Regions from separate parts of the Mus musculus genome. Here region 2 is linked to region 1. Evidence: chromatin contacts called from public Hi-C data. All regions are on one chromosome and are shown on one strand. The core of a region is the stretch at or near the end of the contact, and the rest is flanking DNA. Distances in the headings are between cores, read along the strand shown.

Evidence for each region. Hi-C and Micro-C count contacts between places; a contact is called where the count stands out from the background.
Region 2: a contact with region 1 is called in a Hi-C map of uterus, with 1.6 times the contacts expected there. The contact joins the promoter of Zfr here to the enhancer-like site in region 1. A contact is called at or near these places in 2 of 484 Hi-C or Micro-C datasets (nephron progenitors and uterus) and 4 of 115 datasets of contacts at active chromatin or transcription factors (CD8 T cells, embryonic fibroblasts and embryonic stem cells).

What each region holds. Positions count from the first base shown.
Region 1 is chr15:12,065,436-12,068,135 of GRCm38.p6, reverse strand. No RefSeq gene overlaps it. Among named protein-coding and RNA genes, the nearest start is that of Gm34759, 14 kb to the left of the region's middle. Within about 2 kb of position 1,380, at least 84 of the 459 cell types and tissues checked have an H3K27ac peak or open chromatin away from gene starts, as enhancers often do. A contact at or near this core is called in CD8 T cells and uterus, where this site is marked.
Region 2 is chr15:12,116,546-12,119,245 of GRCm38.p6, reverse strand. Zfr (zinc finger RNA binding protein) reads right to left here and starts at 1,395. Exons shown (of 20, transcript NM_011767.2): 1 at 1,299-1,395; 2 at 908-1,007. The coding sequence starts at 1,335.

The DNA.
Region 1 (2,700 bases), core at 131-2,630:
TCCAAATCCCTGACATATCCCAGCTTAAAAAGTCATCAGGATACTTTATTAAGAAGCTTGTCTGCCTCATTGTGTTATTTGGATCCATTTCGACTCTAACCCTGGGAGGAAGAAGGGAGGGAGGGAGGGGGAGAAAGGGAGAGAGAGAGAGACAGAGATATAGAGACAGAGACAGAGGGAGGGAGGGAGGGAAGGAGGTAAGGAGGGAGGGAGGGAGGGAGGGAGAGAGAGAGAGAGAAAAGAAAACCTTTCCTACTTCAAATAAAATACCACAGTTGCTAAGTGAAGATTACAAAAGACAGTAAAACAGGCCAAGAAGTGGTGGGAGTTTGAGATGGGGAGAAGGGAGTGTGTTGGGGGCGACAGGATGGAGGCAGTGCTATGGAGCTGACTGTTGAGGTAGAAGGTGGTAGAACCTAATTACACACACACACACACACACACACACACACACACACACACACGCTACAGCATGTATGTAGAAGTCCATGAATATTATTTAAGAGTTGGTTCTTCTACGGTGGGATCTAGGGTTTAAACTCATGTTGTTAGGCCTGGGCAGCAAGTATGTTGTTGTTGTTGTTGTACCTACTTAGCCATGCCCCCAGATCCTTTGAGGATTCATCTCAAGGAGTCCTCTGCTCTCTTTGACAGTGGGTTTGCTCTGTGTACTTTGCCATCTGTATGTGATTGATTCTTCAAGTCTTTGATTTTGATGTCACAGACCTGTAAATACATGGTCCAGATCAAATCAGTAGGATAATTATGCTTCATCGAGTATCCTCAGGCCAGCAACATCTGCATCACTCTGGAACTTACTAGAAATGCGGCTTCATTGGTCTTGCCTGGAGTTACTGAACCAAAACCTCCGGGATGGAGTTCAGAATTCTGCGTTTCAACAAGCCCAGAATTTTGAATCACTGGCTTAAAAATCACAGTTTGTACTGGTCCTACCTGGGCATCCGTTCTCCTGGAATGAACGGCATTCCAGCAAAGGAAGAGAAAACGCTGTTGGTGGACTACATTCTTCTATTACTGTATCTCCGTATGTGTACACTGCTTGCACTATTTACCCTTTGGTTTTCTTGCCCACTCCTAACCCAGAACCGTGCTTTCCGAGGGCATGAATTTTTGCCTTTCATTCCAGTTTCCAGCCCCAGCACAACAGAAGCAATCCAGCAGCCCTTGCTGGCCAGAGGATAAAATATTAAAGTGGCCTCTCCTTTCTAATTGTCCATTCCCTTAACAGCTGCTTCCTGCTGCTTTCCATTCAGGGAACATTTTCACAGTGGCTCCTGTGCGGGAGCCAAGAGCTGTCTCTCCCAGGGAGTCTGAGAGCAATCATCGCTTTTGCATACAGGACAAGTGGAGGCCCTGGCTTCTTGAATGCAGTCGAACCTTCTTGCGCATTCATGTTTTGTTCCGGCTGTCCTCAGAGAACACAGCTATACAATAGCCCAGAAACCGAACATGGTGATTATTAAGCTGAGTTCTCTATGCCAGCTTCTGGCTGGACCTCTCTCTCAGAGGCAGTTGTACACGGAGAGTCAAACGTGATCTGGAAATAAGCCCTCGGGCTGCCTGCCAGAGAATACCGCTAGCAGCAGTTCTTATTTGTTCTGTCTGGCCCAGAGACTTGGACAAACCTCTTGGGTTTTCTAAAGTCGCCTTTATGAGGTGGGGCACTCGGGACAGCAAGTGTAATTGCAGAGTGGTTAAAAGCAAAGGCACGGGGGTCAGGACTAAGATGGCGTGCATGGGGTAGTACTGAATCCAGACCACCAAGTGTCCTTAGGATCCTTCTCTTCCTTACTCAGCAGAGCCTCTTCTTTGGCCTGAATCTCAGGCAAGGTTTCACAGAACAAGCCAGAGGCAATGGCTGCTAGCATCACAGGAGGCCTGGTACCCACAACAGCAAAGGAAACCTTTCTTTCACCACAGTGTGAGAAAAGCCCTCCATCTGATGTGAGGCACAGGGACCTTCCAGTGCAAGCAATTGCTTCAGTTAGCAGTGCACCCAACTCGAAGGAAGAGGAGGAGTACTTAAGCCTGCGCGGTGGGAACGAACCCCTCTCACCAGAATCAGAGAGAGAGAACAAGCCGCCCACCCACCACCCCATACTGTTGCTATCAGGGGAGATGGCTGCCTAGGAGGAAACATCCAGATACCTCAGTCTGTGTGCCACATTGTGCACCCCTGAGTAACACTTCATTTTGTTTATTAAAGACACCCACATACTGCAGAGCTGGCTATCAGTTTCCAAAACAAGGAAGAAAAGTAATGTGTCTCTGAAGGCAGGAAGTGCAGACTCGTACCCACTGTCATAATGTAGGTCCCAGTTTCAGAGGGTTGGGGGTGGGGGAGCACAGACTGGCCATGCACATGCACACACAGACACACAGACACACAGACACACAGACACACACACACACACACACGAGCACACACAGACACAGACACACACACAGACACACACACACACACACACACACACACGAGCACACACAGACACAGACACACACACACACACACACACACACACACACACACACACACACACTTTTTATTATTATAGTGGCAGGAAGATGTCCCAGATTCAGTAGGTGAAGCACTTGTGATTACACCTGACAACCTGACTGAATCCCCAGAACCTATGGCAGAGGGAGAGAACTGATGCCCCACCTGAGATAGATGGATAG
Region 2 (2,700 bases), core at 146-2,645, 51 kb before region 1:
TAGCAATGACAGCTATCTGGAGGTAGAGGATTCATCCCAGGCACCACAACTACTCGGTATACAGTCACTGGCATTTTCTTTTTCCCCGGGCGGGGCGAGGGGCAGGGGGGAAGACCTCAAAGGAGAACCACCGGTCCACTTGGAGCCGTCCTCAATGGCTCCAAAGGCTACACACGCATCATCTACCCTAGGAACTTCGCACATCTTTTTCGGTCTAACAGCTAAACGATTCACAGGTGGTTGGCATATTAACATCTCCGCGAGCAAGAAAACCCAAAGGGAATGAGATGGAGGCGATGACGCTGGCAAAGTGGCAGTTAATCTGAGGGGCTGGGGGCAGGGGGGTGGTTGGTGGCGTCGGGGACCCAGGGCCAAGGGAAGGTACCGACAAAGACCTGCTGTGTGATCTGGGCTCCGGGGGCGTCGCGGTAGAGGCCGCTGACTCCGCACTCCGCGCGAGGCCCCTCGGCTCACTCTCTCTCCATTCCCCGAGCCAAAGGGAAGATAAGAGGTGGGGGGGTGACAGGGTGGAGGCGGGGACCCGGGAAGCCGAGGGGCCGCAGCGGGCGGCTCGGCTCCGCTCCAAGGCCGCGGGAGGCCATTTTACCTCCGGGGCCGTCCAAGGCCCTCCACGTCCCCAACCCCTCCGCAGTCATCCCTCCCCCGTCTCGGCCCCTCCGGGGGCCGCTGTCCGCCGGAGCCGGAGGCCGAGTGCGACACGGCAGGGAAGGGCGGGTGTGGGGAGGGTGCGGGGGGCTCCCGGCCGCGCCTGCCGCGGGGACCCGGGCTCTCGGGGCGGTGCGGCGGGGGCGGGGGCGGATGCGGCCGCGGGGCCGGAGCGTCGGCGGGAGCCGGACCGCGGGGCGCGGAGGGAAGAGGAAAAAGGGAGAAGGCGGGGAGCCGTTACCTATACTGGGCCGCAGCCGCCGCCGCCGCCGCCCCGCTGTGGGTGAATCCAAAGTAGTTGCCGGTCGCCATTTTGGCATCTTCCCCCAGCCGGCTGGGCACTGCGGCGGGCACGGAGAGTCAGGTCCCATGGCGGGAGGGCAGCCGTCAAGGGGTCGGGGTGCCGAGGGATGGCAAGGGAGAGAAAAGGGGCCGTGAGAAGCCGCCCTGGCCGGCGGGGACCGCGGCCGCGCCGCCGTCCGCCTCCCTCCCCGCACTCCCTCACTCACTCGCACGCCCGGGTGGCGGCCGCCGCCTCCTCCCCGGAGCTGGCCCCAACCCCCGCGCCTACCCGCCGCCCAGGGCCGGGGCAGGGCATGGCAGAGGCCTCCACGGGCCACATTTAGACTCACCATAGGTGAAAGAAACTACAGGGCATATGGGAATCATGGGCTCGGGCTGCTGCTGCTGAACTCTGAACTCTCACCCGCTGCCTCCCTCCTCTGCCCCACTCCTCCTCAGCGGAGAACAGACCGCCGCCGCCGGCCGCACCGCGCAAGCGCGCTAGTGCGATGCATCCTGGGAGATGTAGTCCTTACGCCCCGCGCCAACCCCCCCACCCCCCACCCGGGGGCTGGCGCAGGGCCCCCCGAGGAGCGGATTTCTGGGGTGCGGATGTGGGGTTCTCTCGTGGGACTACGGGCCCGGCCTTATCCTAAGCGATGGTGACTCGCACCCGCTGCAGGGAGGCTACAAGGCGGAGGAAGAGCGCCTCGCTCGGCCGCGGGGGAGTCGGGCAGCGTGACCAGATAGCGTGACGTCTGTTGGCCTTTTCGCCGCCTTACTTTTTCACCGGTTTCCTTTACTTTTGCGGCTGCGTTTGTTCTCTCTTTCAGCCCTCCTCTCTCCTTTAATTTCCATTAACATTTGAGCTGGCCTAATTCCTGTTGCTTGTCACTGGCCTTTGGAAAGGGGAGGAGACAACGATGGGGGGGAAAAGAGCAGAGGAAGTGCTGCACCAAGCATCTGCCCAGAACCCTGCCTGTCACAGGGGTCACACATTTTGCCAAGACCCCGCCCCACCTCACAGACAAGGAGCCTTTCAGGGTCATGTTGGCGGCCCCCAACAAGGTGTTGGGCGTTGTAGATGCCAGAAACGAAACGTGACATGTTGTAGGAGCAAAACAAAATCCCTGTTCACATGGAATTTTTGTTCTGGGAAGTCTTATGACACACTAGAGCCAAAAACATAGAAAATGTGGTGGGTGGGACTGGAGTATTAGGAATAAAAACAGGACAATGAAGATAAGGGGAGTTCGGGCGGTTAGGGCAAGCCCTGGAATAGAGACCTGACAGAAGCAAGAAAACCACCCAGGTAGCTACCTGGAGGAAGGGCAGTGGAGAAGTCTATAGAGTATCAAGGAAGTCACTCTGGCTAGAACTGAGTGCGGGGATGACCAGTTCAAATGTCTTTGTGAGAGTCTTAGATTTCCTGGGTAGAGGGGCATACACCTATAAATCCCATCATTGGAGAGGCTGAGACAGGAGGATTTCCCAGAGTTCTAGACCTGCCTACACTACAGAGGGAGACAGTGTTTCAAAATAGAAACTACCCACCTATTCACTCCTTACCTGAGCTTCAAAAGAGTGCCAGGTCTCCCTGGGTCAGGATCAATACTTTATAAATAGTTCTTTACTGCATGCAACTGTGTCTTCATTACAGATGCTTTAGTGTTATCTCTGTATTGTCTCAGGCCATTTTCAGTCACACCTCCCCCACCTCCACCCCCCCCCCCCCCGCCCATTTCTTTTCTA